Regions from separate parts of the Mus musculus genome. Here region 1 is linked to region 2. The links are chromatin contacts, called in public promoter capture Hi-C maps. All regions are on one chromosome and are shown on one strand. The core of a region is the stretch at or near the end of the contact, and the rest is flanking DNA. Distances in the headings are between cores, read along the strand shown. Region 1 holds the start of Il1r1 (interleukin 1 receptor, type I). Region 2 holds the start of Rfx8 (regulatory factor X 8).

Region 1 (6,118 bases), core at 3,555-6,054, 550 kb before region 2:
CATGGGAACCACTAGAGAAACAGCTGTACAGAACTACCAGCAAGAAAGCCTCAGACACAAGAAGGGACCAATTAGACTCACATCTTGGAAACCCAGAACGTCAAGACCTTCAATTTCTCAATCATAGTACATTTATTTTTGCCTATTTACCCACATAAAGAGGGGAAGGAAGTATCATTTTTACCACAGAGGATGCAGAAAGATAAAGATAAGGTTAAAAAAAAAACTGCCAAATTGGCTTCATGTGCTACTATGGAAAGTCAACACTCAGCTGTCTAAGGCTTAAAGCTATAAGGTGGCCCATTTCAGCGAAGGCACACGGGTTTAAGGGCAAAAGGGGAAAGTGAAGCAGAGACATGGCTGCTGCCGCAAGAAACTACAATCAAGACTAGGCCAGTGGGCTGAGAAGAGCTCTGACTCTTAGCTGAGGATCTACAGAGGCTGCAGCAGCATTCTCCCTTAGAATTTCCACCGTTTTCTCTTCTATGGGGTTTAACTGGGGTAACACATAGAGTGGAACACAGAAAACTTAGGTGCTCAGTTCCACAAGCTGTAGGTACCAGGAATAATACTATTATTTTCCACCCCATCAAATTCCTCTGTGCGCCTCACTAGGCGCCTCCACGAACACAATACCCAGTATTCTGATCTCTACCGCCACCTCTACATATGATCCCATCCTAGCCGGCTAGCGTCTGTACTATCCGCCCCTACAGTTTATCTACTCCTGCATGGGCTATGCCAGGCTCCACACCCACACAAATGCTTTAATCGCTGCTACCTAGTCATGCAGTGAAGCTAGTAGTTGTCAACATAGTTGGCAGAGCCCCTGGGCGAGCATTCCAGAGACTACAGAAGGGGAACATGAGGAGCTAGTGAGTGTATGTGGTTGACGTAGTGTCATGAGTCCCAGTGCCTTCGATTCCTTCCCCAGGCTAGGCTCCAGAAAATGCCAGAGCCTTCCCTCGTGGGTCTAAGTGTGGATGTTGACAGTGTGTGCAGAACGTGCCCATCATAGCTTTCTCCCTTCTGGATGTCTACAGCCTGAAGACTGCTCTTCTTCAGAGATGGATTCTACGGAGATCAGTGCACCTTGCTTCTGTGCTCAGCTACATCCAATACCCTTCCTCCTTTGTATCTGTATACAAGAAATCCTGCCTCCTGGTACAGTTGCACATAGTAACTGCACCTCTCTGTTTGACGATATATAATAAACACACAGAGCTGCCAAGGCGATGGGGCTTCTCCATCATTGGAGAATACCAGCTTTTCTATATGTAAGTGTCTGTCCCTTCTCCGTTGCTTCCCCCAGTCAGGTTAAGTCCCTAGAGACATGTAGGATGTGGTGGCAGGAGACACTTTGGGTGTCGGTCAGATTCTAGAATCTGGAACAACACAAGGCAGTCCTGTTCATGAAGAGTTGACTCCTCTTCTTCATGAGCACCAGGTGTCCCACGCAACAGAAAAGGTTTTGCTGTTTTGAGCTTAACCCCTGAGTCCACTCCACATTTATAGAAAATGCAGAGTTGGCATGACTCCCATACATACTGAAAGGCTAGGGAGGTTTATCACTGTTGTGACGACTAGAAGATTCACCTCTGACTGCACTGAGACCTTGACTTGATCAAGACCAGGTCTGCATGTGGCCACTAGCTCCTCTGTTCCCCCTGAAGACTTATGTATGCTACCATGCTATTCTCTCTGGTCAACTTATATAAAATGCTGCATAGCCTTACCCTAAGAACTGACATGCTGAAATAAGTGAGTTTAATAAAAGTGCTTTTATGTCTTCTTTACATTTAAACACCATACTGCTGTTTAAAAATGGTAGAACAGCTAAGTTTTATGATATAAATTTGGATCTGCAAACAGGTTGTTTAAAAATATGTACACAAAAGTGTTGGGTAATCGACAGGGTAAGATTCTTTGACTGAAAGGGACAGCGGCTCATCTTTCACTTCATCCCCCTGGGAGCCACTGCTATACTTTTAGGTGACCTGGGTTTTTGAGTTGAGGTGGCCAGACATGCAGAGCCAGGCTCTGGAGAGCCTTTCTGTCAGCTGGAAGCTGTGCTGTGGTTCCTAACCTGTGCTTGCAGAACGGGTAACTTCAGAGGCCTACGTCTTGCTCTTCCTGCCCCTTTAATCAAAACCAAATACAAGTTTCTACCTGACTTTACATCAGTTTTATTTTCTCGAGTATTTTACATTTACCTTGAAGACACTGACAGCTGGGGCTTTCCGGGTCATTTTTGACATTCCATTTTTTCTCACTCTTTTTTAATTTATGACATCTTATAAATCCCTCACAAAACAGGTGAGATAGAAAAATGCCTCAATCATTTGGTCATATGTATGCCAAAGGACACACAGGAGGAAGAGACAGTTTGGAAACCAAAGGGACAGGGGACTTGGAAAAATCTCCAGTGACTCTCCACGCTTAGTGACAGTTCTCTTTGGCAGGGCCCCTCTGCCCACTCTTGCACCGGGTCTGGCTAGGAATATGGTGCTTCCGGAGGCCCCAGCAGGCAAGCAAGCAGAGGAGAGTGAGGTTGCTAACTCTGCAGGTCCTTCTCCTGTAGCACTAACCATGCCGCAACCACAGAGAGAGGGAGATGCAGATCAAGTGCCAGCACATTTAAGAACAACACACGGGGCAGGTCATGGCCAATGAGTCAGGGTCCTGATAACCTCTCTGCTTTGAAGTGGCAGGTTCACAATAGATCCACCGTACAGACTCAGACTCTTGAGGATCTATGCTCTTCCCCGTACTGTATGCAATGGCTGTCCCACTGCAATGGCCTGGCTCACCAACAAGCTGTTCCCTCTATAGTATCTCTGACTGCAGGTGAGTAGACACTCCCTGCTGGTCCCTCCCATCCGCAGGTTTCCAATCCATCCTGGTTCTCTTGCACAGCTGGCCTGCGAGTATATCTCAGAATCCCTGCTCTTCCTTAGAAAACCACTGAGCTACATGTATGACTACTGTCTCCCCGCCCTCTCTACTGTGTCCTACAGGGCAGCCAGACCCACAGGCTTTGCAAAGAGGTAAATTTCAAAGTACTCTTCTGGGGGGCGGGGGGGGGGGAGCCTTCTGGTAGTCTATGACTTGCCAAGAGGGCCTATGCATGAGAAGACGGGGATTTTCATTTAGTTCCTTCACTTTCCCTCATACTTCCCCCAGTGCCTGGGACATAGTCGCGTTCAGTGACTATTGGTTTGGTAGAATGAGGAAAGCTAATGCTAAGCGGTCTCACTGGGATGGAGATTCAGCGGAAGATGTTACATGTTACAAGCCTCGGGAGTAGGAAGAGCACTCTCCTGCCACATCACAGCATGGGGCTTCAGCAGAGCCAAGGCTGTGTGAGAATTTAGAACAAATGGCCACCCAAGACTGAGCCTACTGGCAAGTAAATACTATGCACCAGAATGGGAGCCAGCCCACGATGTTTCCACTTAGGTCAGAAGCTAGTTTAAGATGTGTGTATATATAATTAAATTAGATAATGGGTAGGATATTAAGAAATTAGAAGAGATCAAAATAGAAAAGGATGCCAGCAGCTGCTTGGTAAGTTAAGAGGGGGAAGAGGTAGTACTTGTCACCAGCACCAGCTCCTGGAGCTCACAGCCATGGGATTCCATGTGGGATATCCACCACCCAGAAGACTACTATTAAGTGAGGATGACTCGGGCACCAATTCCAATGACAGATAGACTTCATCTCTTCTTTATCATGGCCCAAGTAGCCCAACTGATTAGATTCTGTTGTCTCAGTTCCTAGGCTGTTCCTTGGGGTCAGAAAGATGGGATGCTCCCAGCTGGTGAACATCGGAAGCAGTACAGAGAGCTAGCCTGGTGGGAAGATGAGTCTACCTGCCTTCCCTGGCAGCCGCTCTCACTCACCCGGTCTCCCCAAGGGGATCTGAAGCTCAGAGGGTGCCAATCCTCAGAAAAGATAGCCGCTAAGCTTCTGATATAAAGCAAGGTGACCTTGGCATCTCACCTACAGGACTTCTGGGAGGAGAAAGGGCGGTAAGAATAAGGGGCCCTATAAACAGCCAAGTGCTGTGTGGTTTTGTAAATAATGCATCTACATTCCCCAGTATCGACCTGTCTGGAGAGAGGAGACATCTCATCAGGGGCATTAAGGAATCCACTTCTTGCCTCATTAAGACCTCTCTTCTGAGCCCAAACCTCTAAGAGGGACACTCCTGAACAAGTTAGTTGCATTTGGCCCAATTTCAAGGCCTGGGAGCAATTTACTCAAGGGAGACTCATCTACCTAGAGCAAACTTAAAGAGTTGGGCAAGTTCCCAACACACACACACACACACACACACACACACACCAGAAAGGGGGAGGACTAAACTGTCACTACCTTTATCCTACATCCACAGAGAACGCTGACCTGCTGGCTACTGGGAGTAACTTAAGAAAGGCATTTGTCTGGGTCAAGGCAGCTCTGAGGCCTTGCGACCCTATTTCAGGAACTCTCTAGTTTTCTCCTACCTGGGCGTGCCCGGGTGCCCCAGTGGCGATGTTCAACAATCCAGCAGCTCCGAACTAAACCCGTTCAGGCCGGGAGCAACCGGAGCCCTGGGAGCCGCTCAAGGGCTGCTCCGCGCTCGCTCGGGGGTCACATTCCTTCCGCTCTGGGGCAGGCGGGCACCAGCTGGGCTCCCGCCCTTCTAGGTGGGCGCCGCGCTCCCAGGCGGCTCCTGGAACCCCGCACCAGCTAAGACCTTCTGAGCAGCACGCTGCTCCCACTCTGAGCCGCCCGCGGGGGCGTGCAGCGGGCGGAGACTGCAGGCCAGCGTCCTCAGCCTCGGGCTCGGAGCTAGCTGGCCCAGTGCCAATGCCCCGCCCTGGGAGCCGGATAGGTTGGGTTGTGGAGTTTCTGCCCCACATCCCAGAATATCTACATCCACGCAGAACATTCCAGGGTCTCTGTATCCCTCCGGGGGTGGAGGCAATGGAGGGTCTCTGCATCTCCTTGGGGGCATTTGGAGGGTCACTGCATCTCCTTGGGGGCATTCCAAAATCCCTGCATCCTTGCCAGATGTCCCAGATTCCAGGAAGAATGGCTCTGATTCCCAGATGGCTTGGCTCCTCTGAGCAGCCTCTGTGTTCCCACCCAAACCAAAATTAGATGGGTCAACTCACGTCTACATCGCAACCAGATTGTGCCACCTAACAAGAACCGAGCTGGTGACCCATGGGGTATCAGATCCTGAGGAAAACACAGTTCTGTGCTCAGCACAACTGGAGCCCAGTACTGTGTGCCTCGAACTGGCTTTGAGCACTTAGCCGAGTCATTAAGTTTGCAATACCTTGATTTCCTCTTTTGGTATAAAGGCCCGCAGCCTTTATAGGTAGGAGGAGTTAAAGAGCTCTGGTGAAGAGTTGATAGTTCATAGGCTTTTTACTTGGTTGCTTTACTGCTGTCCACCAGGCTGAAAAACAGGTCCCCTTATCATATCCCAATTAATTGTAGGATTTGCTCTGCAAAGGAGAATTCCAGAGTTCTCAGAAAGCACATGAAAAAAAAAATCAAGAATAGCCAAATTTTAGGACAGGGTGCAAGGAGGACATTGTGGTCCTGGAAATAGCACCAACCATTCCGTGCTCCCTACCCTCACCCCCCAGCTTCTTCCACATATAATGCACCACCCTGCAATACAACTGCAAAGAAACAGTGATTGCTTAATACCTCTAGATAGAGCACATGGCCATTTCCTGCATGCCTTCCAGCGTGGACAGGCCTTGAATTTCCTGCCTTATTCGCGTATGCAGCCTAGAAACCCAAGGTTGAAGTAACCCCGGGGGAAACTCTGAGATGGTAGAAAGCTTAAAGGGGCAGCATCAATGGTATATCATAGATGCCACCTGTGGCCTAGCAGGGCAGAAGGTCCTCACTCATTTCCAAAGGTTTGGACTGCTCCTTTGCCTCCGAAAGGCAGGCTTAAGTCTGGCAAGGAACTGGTGCCTTATCCCTAACCCTGCCCTAGCCCTGTCCCATGGGTCTGTATTCCAGAGGCTGTTCTCACAGCCTTGAGTACTTCTAACTCACATCCACAGAAGATTTGACCCCCTTAGAAGCCAGAATTGCCATGTCATAG
Region 2 (6,650 bases), core at 3,269-5,768:
CGGGAGAGAGCACATACTATCAGCTTGACAACACATCTAAAAGCTCTAGAAAAAAAGGAAGCAAATTCACCCAAGAGGAGTAGACGGCAGGAAATAATCAAACTCAGGGGTGAAATCAACCAAGTGGAAACAAGAAGAACTATTCAAAGAATTAACCAAACGAGGAGTTGGTTCTTTGAGAAAATCAACAAGATAGATAAACCCTTAGCTAGACTCACTAGAGGACACAGGGACAAAATCCTAATTAACAAAATCAGAAATGAAAAGGGAGACATAACAACAGATCCTGAAGAAATCCAAAACACCATCAGATCCTTCTACAAAAGGCTATACTCAACAAAACTGGAAAACCTGGACGAAATGGACAAATTTCTGGACAGATACCAGGTACCAAAGTTGAATCAGGATCAAGTTGACCTTCTAAACAGTCCTATATCCCCTAAAGAAATAGAAGCAGTTATAAATAGTCTCCCAGCCAAAAAAAGCCCAGGACCAGATGGGTTTAGTGCAGAGTTCTATCAGACCTTCAAAGAAGATCTAATTCCAGTTCTGCACAAACTTTTTCACAAGATAGAAGTAGAAGGTACTCTACCCAACTCATTTTATGAAGCCACTATTACTCTGATACCTAAACCACAGAAAGATCCAACAAAGATAGAGAACTTCAGACCAATTTCTCTTATGAATATCGATGCAAAAATCCTCAATAAAATTCTCGCTAACCAAATCCAAAAACACATTAAAGCAATCATCCATCCTGACCAAGTAGGTTTTATTCCAGGGATGCAGGGATGGTTTAATATACGAAAATCTATCAATGTAATCCATTATATAAACAAACTCAAAGACAAAAACCACATGATCATCTCGTTAGATGCAGAAAAAGCATTTGACAAGATCCAACACCCATTCATGATAAAAGTTCTGGAAAGATCAGGAATTCAAGGCCCATACCTAAACATGATAAAAGCAATCTACAGCAAACCAGTAGCCAACATCAAAGTAAATGGAGAGAAGCTGGAAGCAATCCCACTAAAATCAGGGACTAGACAAGGCTGCCCACTTTCTCCCTACCTTTTCAACATAGTACTTGAAGTATTAGCCAGAGCAATTCGACAACAAGAGGAGATCAAGGGGATTCAAATTGGAAAAGAGGAAGTCAAAATATCACTTTTTGCAGATGATATGATAGTATATATAAGTGACCCCAAAAATTCCACCAGAGAACTCCTAAACCTAATAAACAGCTTCGGTGAAGTAGCTGGATATAAAATAAACTCAAACAAGTCAATGGCCTTTCTCTATACAAAGAATAAACAGGCTGAGAAAGAAATTAGGGAAACAACACCCTTCTCAATAGTCACAAATAATATAAAATATCTTGGCATGACTCTAACTAAGGAAGTGAAAGATCTGTATGATAAAAACTTCAAGTCTCTGAAGAAAGAAATTAAAGAAGATCTCAGAAGATGGAAGGATCTCCCATGCTCATGGATTGGCAGGATCAACATTGTAAAAATGGCTATCTTGCCAAAAGCAATTTACAGATTCAATGCAATCCCCATCAAAATTCCAACTCAATTCTTCAATGAATTAGAAGGAGCAATTTGCAAATTCATCTGGAATAACAAAAAACCTAGGATAGCAAAAACTCTTCTCAAGGATAAAAGAACCTCTGGTGGAATCACCATGCCTGACCTAAAGCTTTACTACAGAGCAATTGTGATAAAAACTGCATGGTACTGATATAGAGACAGACAAGTAGACCAATGGAATAGAATTGAAGACCCAGAAATGAACCCACACACCTATGGTCACTTGATCTTCGACAAGGGAGCTAAAACCATCCAGTGGAAGAAAGACAGCATCTTCAACAATTGGTGCTGGCACAACTGGTTGTTATCATGTAGAAGAATGCGAATCAATCCATACTTATCTCCTTGTACTAAGGTCAAATCTAAGTGGATCAAGGAACTTCACTTAAAACCAGAGACACTGAAACTTATAGAGGAGAAAGTGGGGGAAAGCCTTGAAGATATGGGCACAGGGGAAAAATTCCTGAACAGAACAGCAATGGCTTGGGCTGTAAGATCGAGAATTGACAAATGGGACCTAATGAAACTCCAAAGTTTCTGCAAGGCAAAAGACACCGTCAATAAGACAAAAAGACCACCAACAGATTGGGAAAGGATCTTTACCTATCCTAAATCAGATAGGGGACTAATATCCAACATATATAAAGAACTCAAGAAGGTGGACTTCAGAAAATCAAATAACCCCATTAAAAAATGGGGCTCAGAACTGAACAAAGAATTCTCACCTGAGGAATACTGAATGGCAGAGAAGCACCTGAAAAAATGTTCAACATCCTTAATCATCAGGGAAATGCAAATCAAAACAACCCTGAGATTCCACCTCACACCAGTCAGAATGGCTAAGATCAAAAATTCAGGTGACAGCAGATGCTGGCGTGGATGTGGAGAAAGAGGAACACTCCTCCATTGTTGGTGGGATTGCAGGCTTGTACAACCACTCTGGAAATCAGTCTGGCGGTTCCTCAGAAAATTGGACATAGTACTACCGGAGGAGCCAGCAATACCTCTCCTGGGCATATATCCAGAAGATGCCCCAACTGGTAAGAAGGACACATGCTCCACTATGTTCATAGCAGCCCTATTTATAATAGACAGAAGCTGGAAAGAACCCAGATGCCCCTCAACAGAGGAATGGATACAGAAAGTGTGGTACATCTACACAATGGAGTACTACTCAGCTATTAAAAAGAATGAATTTATGAAATTCCTAGCCAAATGGATGGACCTGGAGGGCATCATCCTGAGTGAGGTAACACATTCACAAAGGAACTCACACAATATGTACTCACTGATAAGTGGATATTAGCCCAAAATCTAGTATACCCAAGATATAAGATACAATTTCCTAAACACATGAAACTCAAGAAAAATGAAGACTGAAGTGTGGACACTATGCCCCTCCTTAGATGTGGGAACAAAACACCCTTGGAAGGAGTTACAGAGACAAAGTTTGGAGCTGAGATGAAAGGATGGACCATGTAGAGACTGCCATATCCAGGGATCCACCCCATAATCAGCATCCAAACGCTGACACCATTGCACACACTAGCAAGATTTTATCGAAAGGACCCAGATGTAGCTGTCTCTTGTGAGACTATGCCGGGGCCTAGCAAACACAAAAGTGGATGCTCACAGTCAGCTAATGGATGGATCACAGGGCTCCCAATGGAGGAGCTAGAGAAAGTACCCAAGGAGCTAAAGGGATCTGCAACCCTATAGGTGGATCAACATTATGAACTAACCAGTACCCCGGAGCTCTTGACTCTAGCTGCATATGTATCAAAAGATGGCCTAGTCGGCCATCACTGGAAAGAGAGGCCCATTGGACACGCAAATTTTATATGCCCCAGTACAGGGCCAAAAAGGGGGAGTGGGTGGGTAGCGGAGTGGGGGTGGGTAGGTATGGGGGACTTATGGTATAGCATTGGAAATGTAAATGAGCTAAATACCTAATAAAAAATTAAAAAAAAATAAGTAGATAGATAGATAGATAGATAAATAGATAAATCTTTTTTAAAAAACAAAAACAAAAAAGTCATTCTAATGGGTTCAGCCTGGGCTTGCGTCTCCTTGTCGTCTAGAATCGAGCAGGAACTTTGTGGACAGCTGTGTGTCATCTCTGGAGAACGGCCTGTTCATGCCCTTCACTCGTTTATAAGTTGAACTTTGATGTTGTGTTATTATGATTGGCAAGTATGTTTTTTTTTTTCATCGAGATTGAGACATCCTTCTGAGACTTGTAACCAGTGAGCAGCCAATGTCACATCCCTATGGTCGGAGTCTTAAAAGTGTGCCACGCCTGTCCAGTAGCACTGGATACAATAGCCTATTTCCCCATGAAAGGTGTGAGCTTCTGAGACAGCTGTCCCTGCAGGCTTGGAGGGATCGGTCTGCAGCAGCAGCCACCGGAAGCTGCACGTTGGCCCCTCTCCCTGGGATTCTATTTTCACCATCTAGGTCACCTGGAACACAGCCTCTTGTCCAGAGAAGGGCTTTTCCCGGGCCAACTCCCCTCCCCATGTCCCACCACCACCCGGGCCCGTTATACTGAACCCTTTGGGAAAGGAGGTGTTAGCTGATCATCAGTATTTTTCAAAGTGCGGAAATAATCAAATAATTCTCAAGTGCTGTCCAGTTACAGACCCTTGGTGATCAAACACTGCCACCGACCTGGCCGAAAGTTTATGCCTGAGCTTTTCTCTGTTCCCTGGTTTGATCCGTTAGCCCAACGTTGGCCAGAGAGGGGAAGGGCGGCAGCATGGGGGATGGGGAACGACATGGGAGGTGCCTCTCCGACCTTTGGTGGCGGTGGGCGGGGAAGAGACCCCAACCCGCACCTCTGGGTGCAAGGCGTGGGCCCAGCATCCCCCCTCCCACCCCCCAGCTGCACGCGCCCCCCGCGCGCCCCCGCTCTAAAGTAAACACGGCGGAGAGGACCGGTGCCCCGCTCGCTGCCCGCTGGGCGAGGCATGGCGGAGGCGGTGCCGGCCTCTCCTGCGAGTGGCCTGGGCCTGCACCGGGGTATCATTCAATGGTGAGTGTCAGGACAGGGAGATACGGGCGCTGCCGGCAGGTGGGGAGCCCCGGAGGACGGGAGAGGAGCACCCCTGGTTCAGGAGACCCTGGCGGAGAACGAGGGAACACACACACACACACACAAGGTCTTCGTATCTGCACCCGGTGTGGTGCTGGTTTTCCACCTAGCTGTCCCGGTGGGTCCCACTTCCCGTGGGGGAGCAATCCAGCCTGTTCCAACCAGAGCGAAGCCCTGTTACTGAAACACTGGCAGGCCTTGGCCTTGGAGGAAGCGTGTTGTTGTTGTTGTTGTTTTCCTCCTGGCAAGAGCTCTAGAATGGAAGTGTCTTAACTTAAAACAACGTTTAGCTTCAACAATGCACTACGTATTACTTGTGAAAGTCATTTCTTGGCTATTTCAATAGAGGAGAGGAAAACTATAAAAAAAAAAAATACCCTCAGCTCATGGGCCTGAACTCAAAAGAGTCTGTGGCTCTTTATAAATAGGAAAATAATTAAAGCCAGTCCTCAGACTGTAGCTTTATAAGGTGACTATTATATATCAGCATACATTTTTCTTTGTGTGAGCTTTAAGAAATATTTCTCAGGGGAAACTTTTTTTTTTAAGAGTCACCTGAGGAAGAAGTAGTTTTTAAAAAAGAGAAGAATATGTTTATGATTATAGTTACTACTTTGTTCCAAAAGAGAATTTATTGCCCATCTTATCTTGCGAGAGGAAAAAAAAATGTAGTCAGACCCCCTTGCCTGCCTTCTTAGCAAAAGAGTCAGTTCGGTGCCTTAATTAGCTACTTCAGCTCACCACTGCTACAGAGACTTTTGCTACAGAGAAGTGAAAGAATGATTACAAAGTTTAAACTACTTGGGCATCCTCTTTAGGTCAGGTACTGTGGCCAGATTTCCTTTTGCCATAGGTTCTTCAGAACTGAGAAAACCAAAAGACTTCAATTCTCCTAACACTGGCATTCAAACCACTGCCCCAGTGTCTAAGATAGAATCCTGGAACAAAGATATCAGGCTGCCCAGAATGGGGGCAGCAGTGGCTAGAGCTGGAGGAACCATGGGAGGCAGCTCAAGAGAGAGTAGGGAGAGGCCCCAGATGTCCTGTGGAAGAAGGGCCCTGTTTATGGATTACATCACTCCCTGTTTTCCAGTCAGTGCCTTGTTAGAAGGGACAACGATCAGTCAGGTGGGGTCCTATCTGGGCCATGATTACCACTGTCATCTGAACATGATAAATTGTCCCTGGGAGAAAGGTCAGGATGTTGGCCAGTCTGGGGGAACAGAAGTAAGGTCTCCAAGTCAGAGACAGGAAGAGACATGGTCAGACGAGGGAGCACAAGCCTGGACACAATAGTGTAGACGCAGACCCCGGGTCAGGCCTTGGCATCTAATCTCAGGTAAAGCACAGGGGCATTTTGGTGGCACAATGGCAGCCCCTTAACCAGAGTCACCTGTGGTGGTCACCTGCCTCACACCCTCTCCTCAGAGCCGCATGCAATAGAGGTCAGGCTTAGCAGAGCAGGTTTCCCTTGGGACTGGCTCCCTGGGGGGCAGTGTGCTGCCGCCATGCCCGTGACTTTCTTGCTTCTGTTTACATTATGATGGGAGAGATAAAAATGGCAATCGCTGAAAAAAAAAATCAGGTTAATAAAGAAAATGGTTTAACCAATAGCTCCTCCAGAATTTTCGGTCCTCAACCCGCCCCACTGTTCCTGTGTCTGCAGCAGGACAGAGCATTGTGGAGAATATCTTAGGCAGCCGTACTGCTAATGGCAGCCTTAAATCCGAGAGGAGGGGACCCCAGGTAGAATAATCCCCATCAAAGGCCCACCCCGAGTCGTTTACTTCCTTAACCAGTTCCACCTTCTAAAGGCTCCACCATAAGGAAGAGAAGTCAGGCTGTCAGTCAGCCTGTGGGGCTCAGGGACCAGTCAACATCCACACCATCCTACCTGCCTGGACTCCTTCACAGTCCACTGTGGTATTATTTTAATTTACCAGGCACATCATTCTCTCTAC

The links. Promoter capture Hi-C pulls out the DNA fragments that hold promoters and counts their contacts.
Region 1: a promoter capture Hi-C map of embryonic stem cells shows a contact between it and region 2, with 2.1 times the contacts expected there. The contact joins the promoter of Il1r1 here to the promoter of Rfx8 in region 2. A contact is called at or near these places in 4 of 39 promoter capture datasets (the 3T3-L1 cell line, HPC-7-derived erythroid cells and embryonic stem cells) and 1 of 115 datasets of contacts at active chromatin or transcription factors (pancreatic cancer cells).

Annotation. Positions count from the first base shown.
Region 1 is chr1:40,265,272-40,271,389 of GRCm38.p6, reverse strand. Il1r1 (interleukin 1 receptor, type I) reads right to left here and starts at 4,804. Exons shown (of 11, transcript NM_001123382.1): 1 at 4,509-4,804.
Region 2 is chr1:39,718,857-39,725,506 of GRCm38.p6, reverse strand. It overlaps Rfx8 (regulatory factor X 8), which reads left to right and starts at 4,518. Exons shown (of 15, transcript NM_001145660.1): 1 at 4,518-4,629. The coding sequence starts at 4,565.